Regions from separate parts of the Mus musculus genome. Here region 2 is linked to region 1. Evidence: chromatin contacts called from public HiChIP or PLAC-seq data. All regions are on one chromosome and are shown on one strand. Each heading gives the region's core, a stretch centred on a gene start, on an enhancer-like site or on the middle of the called end of the contact. The rest is flanking DNA. Distances are from core to core; before and after follow the strand shown. Region 1 overlaps Cd247 (CD247 antigen). Region 2 has its middle 9.2 kb from the start of Gm33224.

Region 1 (6,972 bases), core at 1,897-4,396:
CTTAGTGCCTAGCTTTTCCTTGATTTACTCTGATGGCCCTGACTTTCAAGGCAACGCTCCACAATTTACAAGTGCCACATGTCACTCCCCGCTGTAAGTTGCCCCAGGCCCCTCACCCTCCAACAGCGTCTGTATGCACGTATTCCTGTTCTGTTATGATGCTTCCAACCTGGTCACTGCCACCTACAAACCGCACATCCCCGTAACAAAGATCCCAAGCAGAGAAAGGGGCTGTTTTATTTCTTAGATTTAGAGTGATCGTGGGCAGCGATTTTTCCCTTTCTGTTTATTTCCATTAAAGTTGTGGTTTGCACAATGTTTTTACATTTTTCTGTTATTGTGTTTTTTTTCCTATTTTCAAGTAAAATGAACTCATTATAAAAGTGCAGAAAGGTAAGAAAAACTATCAAAATCTCTCATAATGTCATGTTGAAACACGGTCACTTAGAAGTATAATAACAGCTTGCCTTCCAACAAGTCTGCTATTTATCACTTACGATAACCCTGAATCAAAACATTTTTTCCTGAGGGGGGAAAAAAACCAAGCAAAACAAAACAAAACAAAAGCTGTGCTTTTCTTCAGTCTGTGCTATAGCTTCTCAAATGTTGTAATAGTTAATGTTGTTTTACGGAACCATGCTTTATATTTGGGGCTACTTCATAGTTTTAGTGCATCTCTTAAACGATTTTTGCATCTGCTTATGCATGTTTGTGTGTGTGCATATGTGTATGAGTGCACACACGTAGGTCAGACAGCGACTTGCCTGAGTTGGTTCTCGAGTTCCACCATGTGGGTTGGAGGGATTGAACTCAGGTCATCAAGTTGGAGAGCCGGTGCCTTTCTTGGCTGGGCCAGCCCCTAAATACTGTTTTTAATGGTCTCCTTGTTCTCCTTCGCTGTGCTACGGGTGGAATATATAAAGATCTTGTAAAAAAAACAATGCATTGTAGGGTTGGGTGGGGCATCCCTCACAGTAGAAGCAGGGGCAGAAAGGTCTCTGAGTTTGAAGCCAGCCTGGTCTACATATGGAGCTTCAGGCTATCCAGGGCTACATAGAAAAAGACTCAATGTCAACAAACATACAAAAAAAGTCAGCAATGCATATACAAAGGACAATATACAAGGGTGTTGTGTATATTTACATATCTGCATACATCAACAGGTACGGAGAGGAGACCCATCCCTTCTTCTTGATGCTAGCTTTGGCATATAGCTGCTGACTGTCACAGCCATGGTCCTGCTAAACACTGGCTCCCTCCACACTTTGAATCTAGAAATGCTTTTAGAGTTGTATTTCATTTAGTGGTAACAATGGACTGAGGTAAACTGGGAAGCTCTGATTTGCTCCACTTTTGCAAATAAAGAGACGGAAGGTTGGGGGTTGGGAGGTAAAGTGACTGACCTGGGGTCCCACTGCACACGGGTGGCAGGCAGAGCCTGAGAGCGAGGCCAGCCTACTCAGGTCTCTGCTCTTTTCCTCACTGCACATTAGCTCAACTTAAAAGAAATCCTCTCAAATCATGGCCCCCGTCAAAATGCTAAACAGGATTTGCCATTTCTCTGAGCTCTTGTTTCATAGAAAACCTTGGTGTGCAGAGATGTGTACACAGAAATGACCGTTGCATCATTACCCTCAGAAGAAGGAAAAAAAACATGAAGATAACAGAAATGTCTACTTACCAGGAGTGAAAAATTACAATGTCTTTCTATAGTAGTTGTATATGCCTACAAGAGCCTGGGGTGTAGCTCAGGGGGCAGACTGATTGCCAGGCATTCACAGAACCCTGAGTTCAATATACAGTACATGTAATCCCCTCACTGAGAAGCTAGGGACCAAAGGATGTGAAATTCCAGGCCAGCCTGGGCTACAAGAAACCCTGTCTGAGGAGAGGGAAAAAACCCACCTCTCACTGACAATAGAGAACTCCCTCTGACTGTGCTAGAAAGATCTCTGAGAAAATTTGGTTAAAAAGAGCAGCCCTGTACACTCTAGAGTTACTATACAAACTAATTTATATAAAAATTAGAAACATATAGGCTACATAGGTATATGTGTGCATTAAAGTGTATCTAGATGCAGCTTTGCTCGGGATGACGAAAATGGTGGAAATAAATAGTAGCAATGGTTGTGTGGCATTGTGGGTATTCTTGACACTCTGACACACTAAAGATGGAGCTGGGACATAGTAGAGAGTGCTTTCCTAGTGTGGTCAGGGCCCTGTGTTTAGCCACCAGCACTGCCTCTACCCCCCAAATATAGAAGAATGAAGTTAAAATACATATATCCTGAGACTCAAAAAATAAATAAATAAAATAGAACACTAGGACACCAGGGTTCATTGGGGAGATGGCTCAGCAGGGAAAGGATTTACTGTTCAAGCCTGCGGACTTGAGGTCAGATTCCCCAGCCTTGCCATAAACGCCCTGTCAGTAGCCTGCATTTGTAATCCTGGTGGTAGGGTGGAGAAGCAGGAAGCAGAAGGACCCCAGGAGCTCCGGAGCCACATCAGTGACTCTAGGCTACGTGAAGATGGATGCCTTAAAACGGTGAAGCGTTGCAGACATGGACCTCTGACCTCTGGCACGGCACACACAAGACCAGGTACGCATGCATATTTCACACACAGATTTTTACTATGTACATTTCTAGTGCACATAGAAACGATGATTGCCGGCCACTGTTTCTGTGATCCAATGCTGTAGACATGAGCCGTGTTCACTGTACAAGCCCCCAATACACACTTAAAGCAACAGCAGGGCCAGGCAGGTGAGATGTGAAGCAGTCCTTCAAATCCAAGAGTCCCTTCAGCGGGTCCCACCCTTAGCCGGAATGGGGTGTTTCCTGGGTTCTTCCCGGGTTTCTGGGCCACAGACTGCTTAGGTTACCCAAAGAAGTCCAATGGAGCCAAGGGAACCAGGAAGGCTTCGTCTGGTCAACCTCTTCCTGGAGCTGATCTTGGTGGCCCGGTTGTTCAGGACACTGGATGCGGAGAGGTTTTACAGCACCCAGAGCCGGAGCTAAAACCAGGTTTCTATGCCTTAGCTTGCCTTCCTGCCTCTGGCAGCTCCCAGGGGCGGGGCTGTCAGTGGGGGACAGAGGCTGTCACGCGGGGACCCCCTCACACTGCAGGCTCTTTTCCTTCGTTGGCAGCGCAAAGTACTGATGAATCACGCTGTGGTTGTGTCACCCTGCCTTGCCCAGACTGGAGGCTGGGAGATAGCCTGCCATTCTGATTTTAGAGCGATTTTAGGCTGTAAAGAGGGGTCCATTCACCAACTACCCCGGAACCTCCTGCGGTGAAACCTGGGTGCGCCCAGCGGACACATTTGAAACTAGTTGCTGCTGGGCTTTTTTTTCCCCAACACCTCTTAGAGCCCTATCGTGCAGGAGTGCATAGTCAAAAGTGAAGATCAGTGAGCAGGGACATGGGGGGGGGGGGCGCTGCCCTACACTCCGCTGCTGTCCCGCCGGCTGCTGTGCGGTTACCGAAAGTCACCCCTCCTCCTTGGCCCGCAGCTGGCTCCCTGCTTGCTCGAGGTTTCCTGTCGAGCGTCGCCATCCCGGGCCGGGTTATCGCCAGTGATCTCCCATCTGAACCGCTCACACTCAGCCGCGGCCGCCCCCACTTGTGGTCCCTTTCCCCGGAACCGCACCGCCCCCGGACCTTTCGCAGAGCCTCCAGCCCGGGAGCACTGGGGGGGGGGGGGGCAGCTGGGGAGGGGCTGCTTTCTGACATCGGGGAGCGGCTGTCCAGGTGTCTCCCCTCTGAAAGTCAAGGAAAGGGCTAGTCCCCTGTCTGGGTTGGGGACTGTGGCCACACGCACGCCTGTCCATGGTGGCACGGGCGGGGACCAGGGGCCGGTTTCTAAGCTCAAGGCTGTGTGGGCTGAAACTGGTAGGTGGAGGGCTGGTCCCCGCCCCAAAGCACCCTCCACTTCCCTCCCTGAGAGAGCGGGAGGGGGCGGAGCGGGGGATGGGGGGGGGGAGAAAGGCTCTCTATTCTCGCACAGGGGGACTCCAAATGTCGTCAAAACTAACACTCTCAGAATGAAGGGCTTTCGTTTCGCGAAGCCCCGTCAGCTCTGAGCTCTGGGGCTTTCCTGGCTCACATATCCAGCAGGTGGAGAGTCACCGATTTTATTACGTGGGACATTCCGGTGTGGCTTATTGGGAGAATAAACTGGAATGTGATATGCCCAGGGTTGTGTGGCCTCCCATTCGCGGCAGGAATGAGGAGGTAGGCGCTGCTGAAGAGTCAGTGGTTATCCCGTTATTGGCCTAGGCTGGAATTAGTGAGCTGAGCTCATCAGCTCTCGTGAGAATGTGCTCAAGAAAAACTACAGATATACATAATTAACAACAACAAAAACAATAGAGTGGATGAGCTAGCTCCAGGGGTATGGAGGTACTCTGTTTGCCTTTGAGCAGAGCCCACCAAGTCAGCTAAAGGGTTGTAAAGTCTTGGTTTGGGTCTTGCATTGGAACCATTTGTGCCTCCAAAGGTGGAGTATTCAAAACTGGTTCCTCGTGTTGTCATGGCTAATATTCTTTGGGAAGCACAGCCTTCTGAGGTGGACTATCTGGAAATGTCTATAAATATAAATATATCCACACAACCCCAGCGTTTGCCGACATACAACTTTCCCAGGGACGGCAGCCTCAACCGGAATTAGAGCCACACTCTCGCCCTTTGTTGGATAAACTCAAGAGAACCATGGCTTTGGCATTGTAAGGGTGTCACATTCTGTCTTGTCAGTGTGGACACTGTAGTGCGTACCTTTATGAAACACACAAAGAAGGTTCTAGAATGTTCTGTTCTCTTTCCAGCCTCACTTTCCTCCCATGATGCCACTCTCTGAGGACCAGCTGGGAGGTTGCTAGTGACTACCCTGGGAGACACCCCACCCACCTGTGTCTTGGGGGATTCTGAAACAGGTGCAAGATGCCAGCCTGCTTAGGGGCAGAAGTGAGTGTCATGATCTATTAACCCTGTGGGTGTCCTTGTTCTTGGTTCGAAGCCATAAGCCACTCTGGACAATTTAGAAACTCAACAGATTGCTTGAGGCAGGAGTGGAGGGGGTGAGGGAGTGGGGGAGGTGAGGGGTGGGGGCGGGGGAGTGAAGAGGGTGTTAGGGTGGAAATAAGTTAGGAAACCATGCAAGCTGTGGCATATTCGTCTTCCTTTTCAGTTACTTTGTCACAGAGAACAACCCTAAGGCCCCTGCAGACTAGAATGACAGCGAAGACAAAAAGAATGAAAAAAAAATTTTTTTAAATAAATTTTAAAAAAAACTGCCGCTGCCAGAATGAAGCTGGAATCTTTCCCCCTGCCTAGACCCAGCTGATTTAAGGACTGAGAGCAAACCCCAAGGTATCTAACAACCCAGGAAAGGCCCTGCTTTGTGGTGAAGGCAGGAGCTCTTGAGTGCTGGCCCTAGTGCTCTCCACAGATCCTGCCTGTGTCCACCAAACCCCAAGCTTTTACAGCCTTTCTCAGCTTTCCAGTTCCACTGAGGATCCCTCCCCCAGAAACTCCAGCCTACACCAACCTCAAAAGTATCCATGTTCTATTCTCAGTGCAAAGAACCAGGTATTCTACACTGCTCAACAAACTCCATGTTGCCCAGGACAAACCCCGTTGTTAATTCTTTCCTCTCTACCTGGTGGGAAGCCAGGTTTTAGGCAGCCCCTCCCCCCACCTCATGAATAACATAATTGCTTAGATAATTAGGAGACTGATTGATTGGCTAAAGGTCATTAGTGCTATAAAATAAAGGAACCTTGTGGCTTACATTTCAAAGAGCCATTGTGTGAGAAGAGCAAACCTGTCCCTCCCACTCCCACCCCACTCCACCTCTACACCCCCACCACCACCACCATGTGGGAGCTTTGGCCAAAGCTAACACTCAAAGTGTGTGACCTTTGTAAAGTTATTTCCCCCTGTTTTTTTTTTTTACTCCTAAATAAGTTGTTAACCTAGTAACTTCTCTGGTTCACTCCTGTTGGGTCCAGCTCTGGGATCCCAGGTTCAAAGCTAATCATCAGGAGAAAAATTGCTTACGATTGCTTGTGGTTACAGAGTGTCAGATTCCCAAACTGCCCTTCACTTTCCGCTTTGATCCAGGAGTTGCAGGCTTTGTCAGGGGCTTGACACTCTGAGCTTGTCCGTTCTAGTCCTAAGGAAGATTGACCGGTCCTGTTTTCCCAGGTCAGACCCAGGCTGTGATCATGCCTCTGCCCTGCTTTTGACACAGGCCCAGGTCCTGTTGGGGCAGCATCCTTCTGATGGTTAATCAAAAAAGCAACCCCAGAGTTCATCTGGAAGGAGCTGCCAGCCTTCCAGGGAAGATCAGCCAACCGTTCTTAGCTTGCCAAAACCCTCATCTTTCAATATTCAGCACAAACGTCACCCGCTCTCGACGCATTGCTGTGCTGTGTTCAAGCAGGATGGGTTTTAGTGGGGATCTGTTTCTATTCTACAGGGTGACCTAGAAGTCAGAAGTCCTGGGGGTAAATTTACTGTTAAACAGGATAACAGTTTAGCTGGCTGGCCGCTGTGCACCTGCAGACCCAGCAACTCAGGAGCAGAGGCAGGAAGAATACTGGCGTCCTGCAGTTGAGTCTGGCCTGACTCAAAACAAAATATACAAGATTACTTTCAAATAAGATATTCAAATTTAAACTGTAGAAATGGATAGAATTGGTGATCGTATCAAAACAGGTATATATATATATATATATACATATATACACATATGTATCCATATATATATATATGTATATATATCCTCCATTATATGTCCATTTCTTATGAAAGGCCTGTAATTTTTAGGTTTTGTTTGTTTGTTTGTTTGGTTGGTTGGTTGGTTTAGTTTGGTTGTTCCATAGTAACAATTGTGTCCATCGTTTTAAGGTTAGAGGGTCTGAGAAGGTGTCTGGAGGGTTAAGGAAGACCTATGGGGCCTGTTAT
Region 2 (6,972 bases), core at 1,148-3,647, 200 kb before region 1:
CACAGGATTCTGGAGATGGTGCCAATGAGCGAGCTGTGCAGTGAGGGCCCCAGGTCCGCCCCTAGAGACCCATTCCCCCAATTAAAAAAAAAAAATTGGCTGTCTAAAAGAAATAAAAAGGGAACACAGTGCCAAGCTCAGGGTCAATTGGCTTCTAGTAGAATGAAGTCTTGTTGGGGAACAAGGACTACTGCATGCACGTGTGTCCATTGTTCTATCTAGTCTTCCCATACAGTCTAAGGAGCAGACACTGCCATCTTCTGCCGTTTTGGGGGTGAAGGTATGGGGATACTGACACTTTACTCATAGAAACCAGTTAACGTCAGGGCCAGGACAGAACCTAGCTCATCTCCAGAGTCTGTGCCTTGAACTTCTCTGAGTTCTCTGCCCTGAATGCCTCCTGAAGGTTGAGTATGAACCAGCAGGTGAAGTGGTCATAATAAGTCTTATTTGATAGGCTAGACCTCAGCAAATGTCCTTTCGATATAAGTTTGAGGTCAGAACTTGGTAAAATGAATTGATTAAGGGGCCCAGGAAAGGCAGCTCTAGTGCCTACACTACAGATTCTATACTGAACAGAGTTCAGTAGAAACCGTCTCACTGTATTTGGGTGTCTATGACAAAATACCCTAGGCTGGACACTTTCCTTCCACAGTTCTAGAGGCTGTGAGGTCCAAGAAGAGATTGCTGGTAGATCTGCCGTCTGTCGAGGGCTCTCTTTCTTTCTAGCTTTCTTCACATGGTGGAGAGCAGAGAGAAGAGGTGAGCCTTCTTAGATCTCTTCCTAGAAGGGCACGAATCCTTTTCCTGAAGGTTCCACTCTCATGATCCAAGTTCTTCTCAAAGTCCTCATGATACCATCATACCAGGAGTTAGGTTTCAACACATAAATGGGTACAGCACAAATATCTATAGCAGTCCATCTTTGCTTCCTCACCCCAAATTCATATCTTCTTTATGTAGAAAATACACTTTTATATCATCCCAGTGATTTCAGTATCACCTCTATAGTCTTATGTCTCATCTAAATATCATTTTAATCAGGCATATGGATAATATTTGTGATGCAATTCATTCTGAGAGACAAAATTCTTCTCTAACTGTGAACATGTCAAATCAAAGAAGTTGGTGTTTCTCAAACACCAGTGGTTGAATGGGTTGGCAAGACTTTATCACTCTGAAGGGGTCAACCCTAAATATTAAAAAAAAAAAAAAAAAAAAAAAAAAAGCTGATTAGTCCTAAGAAATTCAGACATGCCAGGCAAATCCTATGAAATTTTGGTTTTGGTTTGGTTTTCAAGACATGGTTTCTCTATGCAGCCTTGGCTGTCCTGGAACTCACTCTGTAGACCAGGCTGGCCTTGAACTCAGAGATCCATCCACCTGCCTTGGCCTCTTGAGTGCTGAGCACTGGAATTAAAAGGTGTGTGCCACCAAAGCCCAACAGATCCTGTGAAATGCAAATCCTATGAAAAGTTAAGGCTCTGGAAACATCCTCTTCTGCTGGGTGATCAGCTCCCCCAGCCCAGGAGTAGCTCCTGGCTCTCAGGACTGAGCTGTCCCATGATGCTGTTGCAGGTTCCTGCTCTGTAGAGTCTAGAGTGTGGGGATAGGCTTCCTTCCCTTGCCTTTAAGAACAAGACACTTACAGCCTTCCTTTGTTCCATCCACTTTGGCTGTTTCTTTTGGTGCCTGCAGGCAGTTCCTTTGCTGTAACCCCACCTCTCTCTCTGACTTCTGATGAGGTGCAAATGTTTCACATTTATGCCAGTCTTTCCAGGAAATGGCTAGCCTGACTATTCTTCTGTTCTCTTCCCAGTACTTTCCCATTTGTGTGTGTGCTCCGGACAGGCTGAGAATTATTTCACATCTGATCTCTTAATTCCTTTTGCTTAACAATTCTGTGCTCGGGTCACTTGCTTGCCCCTGCATTTTACCATAGGCACTGAGAAGGAGCTAAGCACCACTCCAGCCCTACACTTAGCTGTCTACTCAGCTAAACGCCCAGCTGCTTCCTTTGCAATCTCTACCTTCCACTAAACACCAGAATGTGAACAAAATTCAGCCAAGTTCTTTGCCACCTTGTGCCCGGGATGTTCTTTCTTCCACTGTCCCAACAGCAGGCATCGTTCCTTGGAGACATCTGAATGGGGACAAGGCTCCACCACATGTGCTTTTGGAGGCTACTCTTTATATAGAAACCATAGCAAACCTGAGACAAACCGGGATATAGTCATAGAACAGTCTGAATGAGAAGGAACAAGAACCTAAACCTCCCAGCGGCAAAGGGGAGAGAAGGGCAGATCAGAGATACCCTGGGGAGTTCCTGAGGCCTGGTTACTGATAGGGCCAGGGGGTCTAGGTGATTATTAGAGCTTTGTGGGTAAAAAGGATCGTCATCCAAATACACTAAGCAAGAGTGATTCATAATTACTCTAGCTGGAAAAACAAGGACAGAGGTGCAGCCATAAAACAGGCATTCCATAAAAGTTGTTTGGGAATGAAATCCATTCTATGGAGAAGGTGCAGCAGTTGGTCATCAGTCTTGTCTTCCATGGCTCTGTATAGCTGGCTACTTAGAACGTCTCTTCTCACAGTTGTTCCCCCTTAGATTTTGTGATCTTATGACATATGTGACTTTCCATCTCTATGCCATTATTCCTGTGTGCACCTTAACTTCCACTTCTTCCTTACTACTAAGTAAGGAAGTAAGACTACTAAGTAAGTCTTTCTGAATCAATATTTTGGCTTTTGAAAGGGGAGTCTCAACCAGTTAACATGTTGTCCATTGTTCCTGTGAGGCAACATTCTCAGTGGATCCATTGCAGATTGTCTGGTTCAGTTATAGTCAAGGATGCTAAGGGGACAGGTATCTGTTCAGGACCCCGAGACCCAAGTTTTTAACACCAAAGAGATTTATTTGCCCCCGAGGGACAGAGGTCAGAGAATAAAAAAACAAAGATGGGATATAGAAGGAGATGGAGAAAGGGAACAAGGGATAGGGTTACTTGTCCTGGAGGGGGACAAAGGACTGCCTCTGGATAGAGAGGAGACAGATGTGACCCATAGGAAAATGGTAGTCTATAATGGCACAGGGGAAACCCTGTGTTATGACGAGGTGTTTAATTTTAACTGGCCATGTTAATTAGGTAAGCTAAAAGGGATTGTGATTGCTGGACTTCAGTACTTTGATAGCTGGACCTCCGTAGTCAACCTCAGGAGGAGGAAGTGGCCAAATAAGGGAATAGATTTCAGTGCCTAGCTTTAGGCATATCATCTAATGGTTTTTAGGAAGGCAGAGAGAATGGGGAGAAGGGCAAGGCCTGCCAGAGCCATGCTTGCCAAGTTAGGGCTGGCTCGAGTCACTTCAGAGGCAAAGTCACATGTACATAAGATAAACCCTTTCTAACCTGGGCGATTCTGAGAGAGGTGTCAGCAAAAGGAAATGACTGGCAGAGGATAAGAAGCTAAATGGAGGCATTTTAGGCCCATGGAAGTGGATGTAATAGGAAGACCAACTCAGAGGAAACTGGAGTTCATGTCTGGCATTCAAGAGGTGTCAGCTGTGGGTGGGAGAATGCACAGAAAAGCATCAGAATGGCCATGGTACCTCTGAAGATGAGAAGGCTGAGATGAAATTGCTCTGATTCCTTGTCCTTTTCCACAGAGGGACAGAGATTTCTTCCCCAAATTGGCCAAGGATTCATCATATTAGCAGGTAATGGCTCACATTTCTCTATATATACTATTACAGCAATACTCCCTGTTCTTTCTAAGGCACAGGACTCTGTCTGGTAGTGTCCACTGATTGACCTGAGACAAATACGGTGTGATGCTCATAGACACAACTCCCTGTTGATCCCTCAATGACAAACTGACAACACAGGTAGTATTCTAGGGTATTGTCCTGAGAGATTATGTAAGCAATGGATTCCAATCTGAAAAAACAAACCACTACACGTTTGCAAATGAGTTTGGGCTCTTTTTCGTTCCCCTTCTTCCAGCTGGTCCCTCTCCTAAGAGTATATAATTAGCAGTAAAGCCAATACGATCCCCACCCCCAGCTAATCCATAAGCTGTTTGGCAGCATATTGTATGCCTGATAGCAGTCCTTGAGCAACGCCCACTCACAGTTTGGAAGGCACCTTCATTTCCTCACACCAGTCCAGGAATAATGACTGTTGGTAGCTAAGTATGTCTCTCTGTTTTAAGAGCAGACCCAATCAGTACAAACCATCCATCCTCATTACATAACCTAAGAGTCCATTCTCAGAGCCTGCTGAAGTGGGGGCTATGCTGGCTGGTTTTATGTCAACTTGACACAAGAGAGAGTCATCTGAAAGGAGGGAACCTCAACTGAGAACACACCTCCATCAGATTCAGCTGTAAGGCATTTTCTTAATTAGTGTTTGATGGGGGAGGACACAGTCCATTGTGGGTGGTGCAACTTCTGGGCTGGTGGTCCCAGGTTCTATAAAAAAGTAAGGTGGGCAAGCCACGATGAGTAAGCAGCATCCTTTTGTGGCCTCTGCATCATCTCCTGCCTCCAGGTTCTGGCCCTGTTTGAGTTCCTATCCTAACTTCCTTCAGTGATGCACTAGGATATGGAAATGTAATCCAAATATACCCTTTTCTCCCCAACTTGCTTTAGTCATGGTGTTTCATCACAGCAACAGGGGACAGGACTGGTTGCTCACCACAGAACTGCACAGTCTCTAGCTTTTTCCCCCTGTGCCTAGAGTCTTCACTTACATCAGATCTCTCTGCTACCTCTAGCAATCCCCTATCAATGTGTCTTTCAGAAAAAAAAAACCATAAAGCCAGTCTGAATTTTACTTTGAATACGGGCACTCTGTAATGATATCAGCTGAACACAAGCTGGCTCTTGCTATATCCTGTGTGGCTTGGTCCTAGAAACCTGTGGATAGAGAATGAGAAAAGGACACACACACACACACACACACACACACACACACACACACAGAGAGAGAGAGAGAGAGAGAGAGAGAGAGAGAGAGAGAGAGAGAGGGAGAGAGAGAGAGAGAGAGAGAGAGAGAAAGCTGGGATTAAGTGGACTGTGCTCACTCTGATGGAACAACATCAATTATGCAATAACAACCCACAAACTGGAAACTTCAGCAATTTTATTATCTACAGCACGGGGGGGGGGGTCTTACAATATCTGAAAGAGTCTCTGTAAGTGAGAAGTCTCAGAATGTAGTCATCCGGGTGAAAGAAGCTGTTTGCTACTTTTTGCACACACTGCCAATACTCCCATTCAGACCAGAAGAAGGCTTTGCCATTTTCACATATCTGAAGCAATGGGTCCTTGACATGGCTGTGCAGGGCTTCATACACTCTCTTAAGGCGTCCTTAGCTTCCCACATGCTCATAATGTCCCCATATAGTCTATGACTGTGTTAGCTACCCATTACCATATGACAGATCATTCCCGTATTATCCCCCAGTTCCTGCAGGTTGTGAATTCAGACTGTACTGCTCTGGTTCAAGGTCCTCTCATGAGACTGAGTTGATGCTGCATCATCCAAAGCCTCCCTATAGCTGGAGGATCACCTTCCAAGATGGCTCAGCCATATGACTTCTGTTGGCATCAGCCACTGTCCAGGCCACTAGCTGCTCTCCATGTATGTATCTGTGTACGGTTGCTTTAACGTCCTCCCTGTACTCGAGTAGATGGCTCTCCAAGATTCTTAGAACCTAAAGAGGAACTAGAAGGTCTTTATTATATTGTCTGAAATCATACAGTATCACTTAAGCTATATCCTATTGGTCATGCTGGCTAATCCCAACTTGGGGACTGCCTAACAGCATAACCCCCAGAAACTGAGGGTCTACAGGGGTTATTTGATTGCTTCATTCATACTTCTCAGCCAAAGGAAGCCTTGTGGTTAGACCCAGTGGGTTGGCAATGTATTGTCCTTCTGTGGGAAAGAAAATGAAATAATTAGCCCATGAGTGGCTTATATACTAAGTCTTCCTAACTTTAACACGCACCTAACTAAGGGAGCCATCTTGTTTCTTTTACTTCTCTGGTCTCTGCCCATAGCATAGCCTAATCTTGATCAATTTACCCAAGTGGGATTAGAGACCACTGCCAAGACTGCCATAGATATGAGAAACCTGAGTCCTCGATAGAATGAGGAAGGCTAGAAGCCACTGTTGTGGAAACCCTTCGGTCTGCTCTGGTGAACCACGCCTTTGAGGAAGATTGCTAAAGCTGACAATATCTGTGTAGGACACAGATGGCAGAACCTCGAGCTGGGGTCTAAGAAGCTAGAAACAGACCCAAGTCAGGCTTTTACCACCCTTGGTCAGGAACTGGTCAGGATCCTAGGGTCCAGGACAGGAAAAGTCAGGGAAGAAAACCAAAGGTGGACCCAGAAAGGTGTAAGATTTGAAAGCCACAGGCAAGTCCAATGCTCACACGCCATGCTAAGATCCTGTCACTGCAGTCAAGATGGCCAAGGAGCACCCATCAGGGGACCTCAGTTCTGAGAATGGGTTCCTGTCTCTGAACTATATTTTCTTTGATTTCATCTGCTAGATCTCTCTGATTCACATCCAGTACAGCCCAAACATATTGAATGAAACTAGGATTGTGGTCGCTATCTCTGCTGTAAATCCAAGTCTCATCTGCTCTGAGTAGCTCAGCAAATGCTAATTAATTGCAACCTAGTGCCATTAACTTTAATATGCAGTTGCTCAACACTGATCTGAATTCAGGACATGAGTCTGATGGTACATTAACAACCGAAACAGGTAACTTCACCAGTGAAAGGAATCCAAGCAAAGGAAAAGAAGGCTTAACCTTTTTTTTCCCTTTTGACACTCCTATTGAGAGAAGGGGTTGGTTGCCCCTCCTCTTGATTCAGGAAAAGCTTATTTTCTTTAATCAACAGATGTCATAATGGTTCAGAGCTGGCCTTTAGGGGGACTGACAGTCTCTGCTTT

Evidence for each region. HiChIP or PLAC-seq counts read pairs in DNA pulled down with a chosen protein or histone mark.
Region 2: a contact with region 1 is called in an HNF4G HiChIP or PLAC-seq map of pancreatic cancer cells. The contact joins two enhancer-like sites. A contact is called at or near these places in 6 of 484 Hi-C or Micro-C datasets (CD8 T cells, bone marrow-derived macrophages, embryonic fibroblasts and 2 more), 4 of 115 datasets of contacts at active chromatin or transcription factors (the SCID.adh cell line, effector CD8 T cells, embryonic stem cells and 1 more) and 2 of 9 other capture datasets (adipose tissue and embryonic stem cells).

The regions. Positions count from the first base shown.
Region 1 is chr1:165,841,730-165,848,701 of GRCm38.p6, reverse strand. The region is part of intron 1 of Cd247 (CD247 antigen); the gene reads right to left. It overlaps Gm32999 (a long non-coding RNA gene), which reads left to right. Exons shown (of 3, transcript XR_003948767.1): 2 at 2,461-2,603. Among named protein-coding and RNA genes, the nearest start is that of Gm32999, 3.9 kb to the left of the region's middle. Within about 2 kb of position 3,146, at least 160 of the 459 cell types and tissues checked have an H3K27ac peak or open chromatin away from gene starts, as enhancers often do. A contact at or near this core is called in pancreatic cancer cells, where this site is marked.
Region 2 is chr1:166,036,411-166,043,382 of GRCm38.p6, reverse strand. It overlaps the pseudogene Gm7626. Among named protein-coding and RNA genes, the nearest start is that of Gm33224, 9.2 kb to the left of the region's middle. Within about 2 kb of position 2,397, at least 4 of the 459 cell types and tissues checked have an H3K27ac peak or open chromatin away from gene starts, as enhancers often do. A contact at or near this core is called in pancreatic cancer cells, where this site is marked.